3 separate regions of the Mus musculus genome follow, and regions 2 and 3 are each linked to region 1. Evidence: chromatin contacts called from public Hi-C data. All regions are on one chromosome and are shown on one strand. The core of a region is the stretch at or near the end of the contact, and the rest is flanking DNA. Distances in the headings are between cores, read along the strand shown. Region 1 has its middle 190 kb from the start of Cdh11. Region 2 overlaps Gm39234 (a long non-coding RNA gene). Region 3 has its middle 62 kb from the start of 1600027J07Rik.

Region 1 (3,677 bases), core at 1,118-3,617:
AAATACTAAAATCAAAAATACAAAACATAAATAGTATACAAATATATAAAACATTATATTAACTTGGCCTTATTTGACAAAGATCAAAGTCACGAAAAAGAATGCTGTCTATTTTATTCATTGTCACATTTGGTCCAACCTTCCCTTCTAATTCTTAAAGACACAGTTTCTTTGAGATTGATGTATTTGAGATGAAGGATGTTCTGCCGATCCTTATGCTACCTATCCACTACTGAAACCATCTCCCACTCTGGCCATTGCATCTCATGAGATAGAATTTTTTCTCCGGATTTCATCCCACATATGAATGCCTTTGGGAAACCTGGAACTTAGCAGAAATATAACACTCAAGCAGTGATTTCACCCTGATTTTCACCTTTGTGTGTTTATTTGCCTATTTTACTTGCACATTGGCCTGAGGATGTGGGAGAGTAAAGTTCTCCCAACATAATTCTTTATCCTGTGCTTTCACACAGTTCTATTAGTAGCTAAACAACAACTTGTCAGAACCAAAGCCTTTATTTTTACAGTTATTCCAGGAGACCTGTGCCTGCTGGCCATGACTATAAACAAACCTCAGTATGATACCCAGTAGGCCTCCTGGTCATCTTTATCCAATCCTTTTCCTGCATCTCAGCTTCTTCAAAAATCCTATGACTTTCTTTCATTCTCTCACAGCTTTGGGTATTTGCCATTGATCAGATACCAACTAGCAGTCAAAAAACATCTGAAAATATTTTAACTCACATTTTAGGTTCCTTAAATTTGCCCATTCTTTCCCTCACCCCATATTTTAGAAGAGATTTTCGTCTTTTAAAGACAGATTCGTCCTAATTATTGAACCTACCTTCCTCCACGTTCTACAGTTGGGAATTTAACAAAGGCTTAGCACAACTATAAGAAACGGCTTCTGATTAGAAGAGGAAGTCACTAAGTGTCCCATCACAGTAATGGGAATGAGCCACAAGTACTGATAGATCAGCACTTGTCACTTATTTCTTGCCTAAGTTGGGGGTTGGCAAGCTTCAGTTATCCTTCTTTCTTCATCTTGTCCTGCTTGCTCAGTGCTAGGGTTGCTGGACACTAATTGATGTTCATGATTATACAGCAAGTACTCTTAACCTCTGAAGCTTCTCTTCATCCTCCTTGTTTCTTTGCTTAAAATTCTTCTGATTAGCAACTATTAATTGTATATATTTATGGGGTACACTGTTATAAACTAATCTACATGTGTGCTGTATAAATATTATGTTAAGTTGGTTAACATATCTATTTATATCTCATTTCACTAGTGTTTGTTTAATATGTTTGGTGAAGATGGTAGAAATATATTCTTTTACCAAGTTTAAAATCTGGAAGTCTAAGGCTATATCATACACCAGATGACTGCATGGAAGCTAGAATGCATATCCCGTTCAAGGTTCACCAACTCAGGAAGTCAAGACAGAAGTTTGGTTGCCTCAGTGCATTTTGTAATACTCTCCTGTCTTGCTTCTTTGCATGCCAACCCCTGTAGCCACTGAACCGGACCACACGAATCTGAGCCATGTGCAACATCCCACGTGCACTGGGATTTGTTCTTATTGGGGAAATCTAAACCTCTCAATGCTTTATACAGAAGATTTGGAAAGGGCTGTTTCTCTCTTCTAGGCAACTATAGCTTTAGTTAAGGAAAAGAGAAGCGACTAGAAAGCTCCTGGAGAGTCGTGGCAGGGTCTGTTTGAAGTGAGAGCAGCCCTAGCAAATGTTAAGACCTGTCAATCACATCATGAGGTGGGCTTGTTAATGTGTGAAGTACTGAGTCTTTAATAATTCTGCAGCGAGGCCTGGAGGATTTGTAGAAGGAAACGGTTTTGAAAGGATTACTGAGACACCTGGCAAATAGACCATACCAAAACTCACTATTCTAAAAGGTAGTTCAGGGTCAATGCTAATAGAGTTGAAGTCTTACCTTTGCTCCGTATACTTACGGTACCTCAGGAAAGCCGCTTTATTTTGAGTTGTGGGCTATTTTTTGTTGTTGAGACCTTATGTAAAATGTTGAAATCACTCTGGTCAAATGTTACACTTGAGAACAGATACAATATCACAGAGTAATTGTATGCAGAGTACAGATCCAAACCTTCTTCATATATCTACATGGTGTTCAAAGAGCAAAAAAAAAAAAAAAGTTATGATTTTGTTTTGAAGCTTCTCTCTCTGATGTTTTACTTAACAGAGCTTCTGTGACCTCTCCCCTGTGCAGAAAACATCCACATTGTCCACCACAGAGAAGAACACTTAAACCACTGGCCAGGCCAGTGGAGACAGGATGTCCCTGTTGTCTCGACATCTGGCCACTTCAGCATAAGCCTCTAATTTTCTGTGGCTCTTTCTTGGCCTTCCTTCAACAAGGGAGGGTGGTGTGGATAATGAGCCCCATCTGTGAGGCAGCTGGGTTCCGGAGTCCGTCCCCCCCCCCCCCCGCCTTCTCTGTGACTTTGAAGAGGCCATCCATGTTCTGCCTGGAGGTCTTCCACTGTGGCCAGCGTCTCTGTTCTTTATTAGCAGTTGGGAAGAACACTGAAATGCTAAAAGGACAAAGTATATTAAGGTCCTATTCTAGGATGTGCTGAAACACACCAATGCGGAGGCTATCACTGTGGAAGAGCGTCTTGGGCACAGATAGTACTGTGCTCACGTTCAAAATGGTGTACATTTTCTTCCATTACTGCAGAACATGTTGTGTGGCAGATGAGAAAAACAATTGGTTTAGAGTCATCATGGGGGCTTAAAATTTAAGTTTTTCTGTGTGTAATTCTTAGTAATTCTAAATTCCTGGTTAATTTGAGTAGTAAAAGAGTCTACAGAGAAGCTTGAGTAATATCTTAGCCCTAAATAACCTTTACTTTATTTTTAAGAACAGAAGGTAATAGTTAAGCTAGACTGGCTTATTTTAAGATCTTAAAAACCAACTGACCTCTGTAAACCTAGAGGCTTCAGCATCGAAACAATGAAGTATACATAATGCTTTCCCTTTGTAACTTTTACTTTAAAATATATATTTATTTTAAAGAATAAATGAAAACTAAAATTGGTATAGTGGAGCGTCCTGAGATAGTGAAATACAAGTAACCAATGTGAACTATCTCTAGTTCTTCTAACAGGTATCCTTGTTCATGGTAAAAGCACCATCCAGCATCCTTACTTTTCATGCTCCTATTTACCTATGGAATTCTCCAAGGATCCAGTCCTCTGTGCTGTGTTGTACTGACCTGTTGCCACGTAGATGTTGCTAAGTGGATTGTGTATGAATGTGAGGACTTGCTCTATACTTTCCTCATTTGCCGAATGGGTCAGAAACAGAAATGATTCTGGCTTCACAGGCTAATAGTAACCAGTGAGCTTCTGCTACTTATCGATTCTGCGTAGTTACCCAAATTGCTTAGTTTTGCTGAGCCTCCATTTTCTTATATACAAAATGGACATCGGAAAGAAAAATGTATTCCTGCCGAATAGAATGTAAAACACTCCCGAGTGTACCTTGAATGTTCTCACCTAGTACTAACTTAAACTCTTTCAAAGCTGATTACTGTCTACCCCCCGTGTGTGTTTGTGTGTGTGTGTGTGTGTGTGTGTGTGTGTGTGTGTGTGTGCATACACATGTGTAATTTAGTTTGCCTGTGGTTATAATAACT
Region 2 (3,681 bases), core at 906-3,405, 340 kb before region 1:
ATAAATGGGGTTGTCAATCTACTTCACAGCAAGGCCAAAAAATTGAATGACAAGTCATGCATAAAGTACAAACATGGCAGCTGTCTTTCAGGTGTGTTTCAGTGAGTTTGGTCTTCCAAATGAGACCTATGGCTATTCAGAAAAATATAAGTGTGGTATATTTGAATTTGCTCAGATAGTACGATGTTCCCAAAGAGTCCTCCACTGCCAGCTCCAATTAACATCTCTCAATGTGGACATCCATGGGTGTCTAAACCTAAGTCAGATTCAAGGAGAAAATTATCCTAAAAAACTCTATAGCTTTCAGTGTTCTGTGTTCTTCTAAAACTGTAAAAGTAAGTCTGCTAGTCTTACTTTCAGGTTTCTAAGAGTCTTTCAGGAAGAAAGACATGACTTTCTACTTCTGAAAAGTATGTTTTTATGAAGGTGCTTGTGAAGAGCCTTTGACATGCCAGTTCTTGACATCTGTTCCCTGCCACCTGAGTCTCCTAAGGAGTGCTGTCAGATAAAACGCAAGAAGTTCACATAAATTGGCATGGAAGAGAGTCAAGAAATACATTTAAAAGTACACTAGATGAGATATACTTATCCTGAAAAATACATGCAAGTATATTTGTACAGAAATTATTTGTTGCTTATCTGAAGAGCAAGTTTAACTTGATATTTATTTACTGTACTTCATATCCATACTTCTAAGGCCTAGCAAGTTTACTGGCATAGAATAGTTAAAATAAGACAGAGCTGGAGGCTCAAATCCTCAAGTCACTTTTTTGGCTATATGAACTTTAGGTGGCAATTTCTTACAAGGAAAGGATAAGGAGGTAAGAAGACATATCTTCAAGTTACTATGCTGGGTAATAGAGATTGCCAATGTGGTGGAACCTACACTTACCTGGGAGATACATCTGAATGCTCACAAGGGAGTTTTAGGTGTTGGTTAATCAAAGCAGGAACACCAACCCTGATGTGGGCTGGCACTATTCCAATGGAGTCCCAGGGTGAAAGCTGGATAAACCCAGACACCTATTCTGTCCTTCTCCATGTACTGACTATAGATGCAATGTGACCAACCACTTCATGCTCCTGCCACCAAGACTTCTCAACTCCGATGAACTGTGCCATAAAACTGTAAGCAGAAAGCAATACTTTCTTCCAGATGCTGTGGTTGTCAAGTATTGAGTAAAATCAAGGACAATGGAGGAACCAAGACAATTATTGCAAAGATAAAGTAAACTTGTGAAAACAGCATGGCTGGGGTAGCTCACAGTGCAGGAGAGAAATGTATACCCTTCTAAGTAATGTTCTGCTCTGTTTGTCAAAGGGTTTCATAGCTAGTATGTCTTCCTAAACCTGCACAGGCCTGTAACTATTTCCAATTCTCTAGGCTTCCCAGTGAGTGCGTTCCTTTGTTTTTGGTACTTATATACAACTCTGGATGTTTTATGTCCTAGTTTCTCCCCAGTAGCCTCCCTGATACAAGCAAGCATCTTCAGCCCACTGGAGGAAGACTCAAATTCCTTTCTAGGGTTTGGTTTGTGATGTGGCATGTTGCCATGGCTTGCTTCAACATATGGTCCCCATGAGCTGGCTTCCCTAAGCAATCATTTTTCATTTTGATTTTGTTTTCAAAGACGAAGGATAAATTATAGGCTGAGGTGTATTGGTAACATCACTAGTGGTGTTGATATCTGGATTTGTTTTGCTCAGTGTATGGAGTGGGAATCATGCAGTAACCCTCATATTTGGCTTTGAATGTAGGAACAGTAGCACTCATAATCCATGAGGAAGGGGTTACATCTAGTTATGAGGGAAGATATTGGTGCTTAATGGACTTAAATGATCTGTTCCCAGATTACACAGATTGTAAGTGGGCAGCAGGGCCAGGATTTAAGCTAAAGCCTGGCTCATACCAACAAGCCTCTCCTTTCCTCCACCAGCACTGTTTTTGCCTGTTTACTCTGATTTTATGTGCAATGATAAGGAAACAAAGCACTTGGTTTGTGAGCCAAGAACATGCGTCCCTCGACTCTCACCCCCACACTCCCTGACAAAGGAGAAATAAACAGGGTCTTGTGAAATCTCTGTAATACACTTAGGGATAGTAGCCAAGAATGTTAGTCTGGCTGGCCATAGAGTGCCTAGAGCCCTCAGCATTTCTCCTTTTACTTCTCTTTAGCCACAAACCTATTCATTGCTACAGAGGCTGTAGTATAGCTGGTTCCTTGTTTCAAGCCTGAGAAATCTCGTTAGGGTCTTGCTTTGGTGACTGCTGGGGCCACATGAGGCCATGCCTCCCGACTGCTGGGATCACAGGCATGCTTCACTACTCCGAAGCAGATTTATTCATTTTGACTGCAGTTGTATTTTCAACTCCATGGTTCAATGCATTTACATTTTCCAGGAATGAAACTCTCTCTCTCTCTCTCTCTCTCTCTCTCTCTCTCTCTCTCTCTCTCTCTCTCTCTCTGTATGATGAATGTATGTTCATGTGAGTACAAATATGTCCATATATGGTGCATGCATGGAGGTCAGAAGACAACCTTGGGTGTTGTTGCTTACCTTCCACCTTGTTTGAGACAGCCTTTTATTGCTGGACTCAGCTTTGTGTGAGTTAACTGGCCAGTTCACTTATGACTCTCATCTTAGTGCTGAAGTACTGGACTTACAGGCTTGTGGAATCATGCCTGGTTTTACAGCAGGATGGTGGGGCCATTGCTGCAAACCTTGGTTTGAAGGAAACATCAGGGAGATGTCACTGGATCATAAAGGTGGGAGCAGAGAGTTGCTAGTGGAAAGCAAGTGGGGATAACTTGCTGTCAGCAATCTGTGAAAACAAGCAAGTATAGCCTTGAGACTTGAGAAGAAGGATAGCAATGGTATGTGTATGATCTACCATTCTATGCAGAAGAACTTTGGGGACATCCAGGTTGCCGATACATCTTATCCATTCCAGGGTGTAACTAGAGGCTTGAGTTATCTGTGAGCACCACAAGGACTTTCATTTTGCATGAAGATGAATGTCAGAGCTGGGAATCTGACCTATGGCCTTGACTGGTCAATGGCTTGCCAAATATGGTTGTTAAAATATCAGCAGCCTTCTTTTTCTGTGGGAATCCTCCTTCTTCCTCAGCCCCTGGCATGTGTGCACCCCAGGTGGGAGTCAAGGGGTCATGGGTAGAGTCAGAGTTCCCACTTCCTGCTGTTCCTGGGACTAAAGTGTGGAGGCAGGAAATTGCAGAGTTGGTGGATATGAGTTGTACTAACCAAGTGCAGAAGATGTGCAAGTAGAAACAGTGCTCCAGCCAGAAGTCCCAAGGATGATGTTCACAGTCCCTACTGTTTAATTCATATATTTCGCATACCTGGCTCTATGCTATAGTCAGGGACAGTGTTGGGAGTCAGGCAGAAGTCACAGAGGTAATGTTAGGCTAAGCCAAAAATGTCTTTCATAATTGCCAATGCCCATACCAATTTACACTTGAATGTTTCTGCAAATATTATTATCTTTTTCATCCAGCAACTTCAGTGGGTCTTAAACATGGAAGAATTTAACCTCCTAACTCTACCCTCCAACAGAGGGGAGATTTGACAAAATCAAAGACATGTTTGATAGTTGCAAGAGATGGGACATTAGTACCAGCACTTAGTGGAGGGGATCTGGCTGCTGATACGCACTTCAGA
Region 3 (3,626 bases), core at 180-2,679, 430 kb before region 1:
CTATGTTGACGTCCCAGGCCTGTGTTACCACCAAAAGCCATGCAGATGTCCCTAGTCCAGACTGCTGCATGAGGCACCGTGCTGAGTTGGCTTTACCCCTTGCCTGGGTAGGATAATAGAGCTGCCCATGACAGCAGGGGAGCAGGTAAGCTAGCCTGAGAGTGTGAGTACTGGAGAGCTGGCCCTGCCCCTAGTCTGCCATCTTTCAGTGGCGTGGCTCGGGTGAGGGAGAGATGCCCTCCTTCCCACCATCCTTGTACAGCCTGTGCCAGGCAGGTGAGCTGGCACCAAAATCATGAGAGGATCAAAGCTGGCCTTGTGGCTCATGCATTCCAGCACTCAGTAGAGTGAGAACAGGCCCTGTACCCTCACCTCGGCAGCCCAGTAGAGCTGATCCTGGTGGTGGGGTTCAGGAAAGTAGTCCCTGTGGGCAAGAGTGCAGGAGAGTTGGCCTTGCCCCTGGTCTGCCATGGGATGGGGTGGGGTAGGTGAGGAAGAGATGCCCTCCTTCACAAAGCACACATGAGCTGGCCTTGAGGACATGAGAGCTGGAGAGTGGACTCTGCCCCTTGCCTTCTGTGGCACTGGGTGAGCTAGCCTGGGCAGCACTAGAGAAATTGTTCTGGTGGTAGTGGTACAGGAGAACTGGTGAGTTGGCAAATTCAGCTACCTCCCAGGCCCAGATCCAGAGCTTCAAGTTGACCCACCTCAACATCTACGCTATCTATGATCTGCTGGGATGGGGGAAAGGACTGGTCCTGCAGATCCAAAGCTGCAAGATCTTTATGACATAGGACATCAGCAGAGTATCTGAAAAGAGTCCCCATGAGGATAGAGTATTGATAGTGTAGCACAAGCTAGAGGCCTCTAAATAGATAGAAAAATGATTTATTGAAATGAACATTTGCAAATAAAGGTGTATGAACAAAAGGGTGTAGTGTGGGACATACTGTGACACACTGTAGCTTCCATGAGATTTTTCTTTGTATCTTATTTTGGGTGGGTACAAAGGAATGGGAAGATGAGTGAGATTGGGGTACATGATGTGAAATTTGCAAAAAAAAAATCATTAAAAATTAAAAAAAAAAAGAATAACACAAGGACAGCAAGAACCCAGACTCAAAAGTGGGAAAGGAGACTACACCAAGAGGGTAGTGGCAAAGAGGAGATGTGGACCAGTGACTGAAGAACAGAAGAAGCTCTATCAGCCAAAGGTCAATAGACTAGGAAAATCTCATCTCTTTGTATTAAGTCATGGCAGTCCCCCACCTATGCTAAGCTCTCATGAGGTTTAGCCATTAAATGCTGTGTGATTTTGAGATGGACGTGCATGTCTCTGGTTCTGTTTCTCACAGTTGTAGGTAGGGAAGGGGTTTGGACAGTTTGCAGTAATCTTTCCAGCATTAATATCTCTGTCTCTTATATGTGCCTTCTTTCTAGTTTCACCTGGAGTCTGCCCCTTCTTTGTTTTCCTAGCAAATATAAGCTGTCCTCCTGTTGACTTCTTCAATGCTGGCTTCATGACTACACCTTCACTGGCCCACAAGTCAACACCAGCCTTGACCAAAACATTCCATTCCAGGAGGAGAACTGAACGGATTGGAGGAAGAAGCAGAGATTAGAAACAACAGGCTTGCACATTCCGATTGTTCTTAACTTGATTTCAACTTTTGACCTGTAATGCTTTCCAGCTGTTTTGAACTCACACAGCCCATCTTGATTAGACTCACCCCCTAAGTGATGCAAACAGAGGAGACAGCTTCAGAGAGCCATCACCCCACCCAAATGAGTCTGGGGTTTGCAATTCTTGGATGGGTATGTGGATCTGGATCCCAGGCTTTGCATTCCCAGTACAGTCCTACAGGAGGGCTCAGGCAAGACAACCCCTCCAGCCCCTCCCCCCAAAAGATGACCTCTTTTACAGTCTGTTTTTACAGTGCAGAGTGGGAGCATCAGAATCCCTGCCCCTGTCAAAATAACATATCCCAGGTGGTGGGAGTTAACGGGAAGGCAGGCAGAGAGCTCTGCTTCCAAAGTACACATTGCCACAAATGAGAACCAACTGGAGTGAAGCTGGGCAGACGCAAAGGCAGAAAATTAAGCCCTGGGTTGGCTCTCTCTCTCTCCTTTACTCCCTTCCTTCCTTCTTTTCTTCCCCTCTCTCTCCTTTATTCCCTTCCTTCCTTCTTTTCTTCTTTACTTCCTTCCCTTCTTTCTCTTCCTTCTCTCCCTCCTCTGTCCTTCCATCCTACTTCCTTTCTTTCTTCTCTCCTTTTTTCCTTTTCTTCCTTCTTTTCCCTTCTTCCTTCCTCGCTCCTTCCCTCCCTCCCTTCCTCCTTCATTTCTTTCCTCTCTTGTGCTCTCTTCTTTTCCTCTATCTCCCTCTTTCCCTCCATCTTTCCTTCCTTTCTTTAATAGAAAATGCTACACCACACATGGTTTTTAAAAGACGACTTTCCTTACATGGGGAAAATGAACAACTGCAAGGAAGCTGCTCTCCCCAGGCTTGGGGGTGGGTCCTACATAGTGACATGCAATGTGACCTTCCATCCATCCAACAGGCCTGGGGGCCAGATGTCTGTGACTACACAAGTCAGAAGCTGAGCTAGAAGTACCTAAGCTTCGCAGAGTTTATCATTGCACTGGAGTAAACAGCCAACTCTATTTCTCCTTTTTATCACCGTGCCTTCAGGGAATCCTTTTGTGTTCAGTTTCTGTCCTAAGTGATCATGCTTTAGCTAGATTCCTTAGGAGAGACAATCCAGAGACTCAGAAATGTCATCAGAAGTTGGTTTTCCAAAGACGTTTTTCAGGGGGAATTAGAAGTTGCCACAGGCCTTAGATAGGAGACAGTAACCATCATGTGTGAAGCCAAGTGAAACACAGTATGGCGTTGGGGACATCATCCATCCATCCATCCATCCATCCATCCGGTGCATTCCTATGGTATGGTTAGGCCATTTATTTATTTATTTATTTATTTTCCATTTGGATGTGCCTCATCTTGTCAGCTCATTTTTGCTCATTAATGCAGAGAAATTCATCCTGTGGTTAAGTCTGAAAAAAAAAAAAAGTTCAACGGCTTTGCTGGGAAAACGTTAAGTAGGAAAATTAAATTAAAAAAAAAAAAACAACAACAACAGTAATTTTAAGAGAGGAGAAAATAAACCAGCAGTTTAAATTTTTTCAGCCATTTTGGGGCCAGGGCATTGGACAGCTATGGAATTTCAGGTTCTAACTCATTTCTTCATCTTGAGACTCTCGCCAAACATTTTCATTGCATCCAGAAGGAGGACTCTTTGCCCATTGCTGGCCACATGTGAACTGTGGGATGCTTCACTGCCTGCTTCCGTCACTGGGTGCAAGGCCAGGCAGATAAGAAGACTCACTGGGCTGAGAAAGGCTTCTCTGACTCCTGTCAAGTACCAGCTGTCTTTGTTAATTCATACGGGACACATGCAGATCCCTGAAAATATAAGGAGCGAGGGGGCTCTGTGGCAGGAGTTATTGCTGGGCACGGAGTATCTGCAACTGGGTTAGGGAAGATTCATGGAGCCAGACGGTGACTTGTAGATCATTTGTTCATCTCAGAGGTTGCAAACTTGTTTGAAGCAATAAAATACCTT

What was found. Hi-C and Micro-C count contacts between places; a contact is called where the count stands out from the background.
Region 2: a Hi-C map of uterus shows a contact between it and region 1, with 4 times the contacts expected there. The contact joins two enhancer-like sites. A contact is called at or near these places in 2 of 484 Hi-C or Micro-C datasets (the HPC-7 cell line and uterus).
Region 3: a contact with region 1 is called in a Hi-C map of uterus, with 13 times the contacts expected there. The contact joins two enhancer-like sites. A contact is called at or near these places in 7 of 484 Hi-C or Micro-C datasets (the 3T3-L1 cell line, cranial neural crest and uterus).

The regions. Positions count from the first base shown.
Region 1 is chr8:102,977,146-102,980,822 of GRCm38.p6, reverse strand. No RefSeq gene overlaps it. Among named protein-coding and RNA genes, the nearest start is that of Cdh11, 190 kb to the right of the region's middle. Within about 2 kb of position 2,367, at least 25 of the 459 cell types and tissues checked have an H3K27ac peak or open chromatin away from gene starts, as enhancers often do. A contact at or near this core is called in uterus, where this site is marked.
Region 2 is chr8:103,315,390-103,319,070 of GRCm38.p6, reverse strand. It overlaps Gm39234 (a long non-coding RNA gene), which reads right to left. Exons shown (of 3, transcript XR_879135.2): 3 at 2,478-2,824. Among named protein-coding and RNA genes, the nearest start is that of Gm39234, 20 kb to the right of the region's middle. Within about 2 kb of position 2,155, at least 30 of the 459 cell types and tissues checked have an H3K27ac peak or open chromatin away from gene starts, as enhancers often do. A contact at or near this core is called in uterus, where this site is marked.
Region 3 is chr8:103,407,539-103,411,164 of GRCm38.p6, reverse strand. No RefSeq gene overlaps it. Among named protein-coding and RNA genes, the nearest start is that of 1600027J07Rik, 62 kb to the right of the region's middle. Within about 2 kb of position 1,429, at least 54 of the 459 cell types and tissues checked have an H3K27ac peak or open chromatin away from gene starts, as enhancers often do. A contact at or near this core is called in uterus, where this site is marked.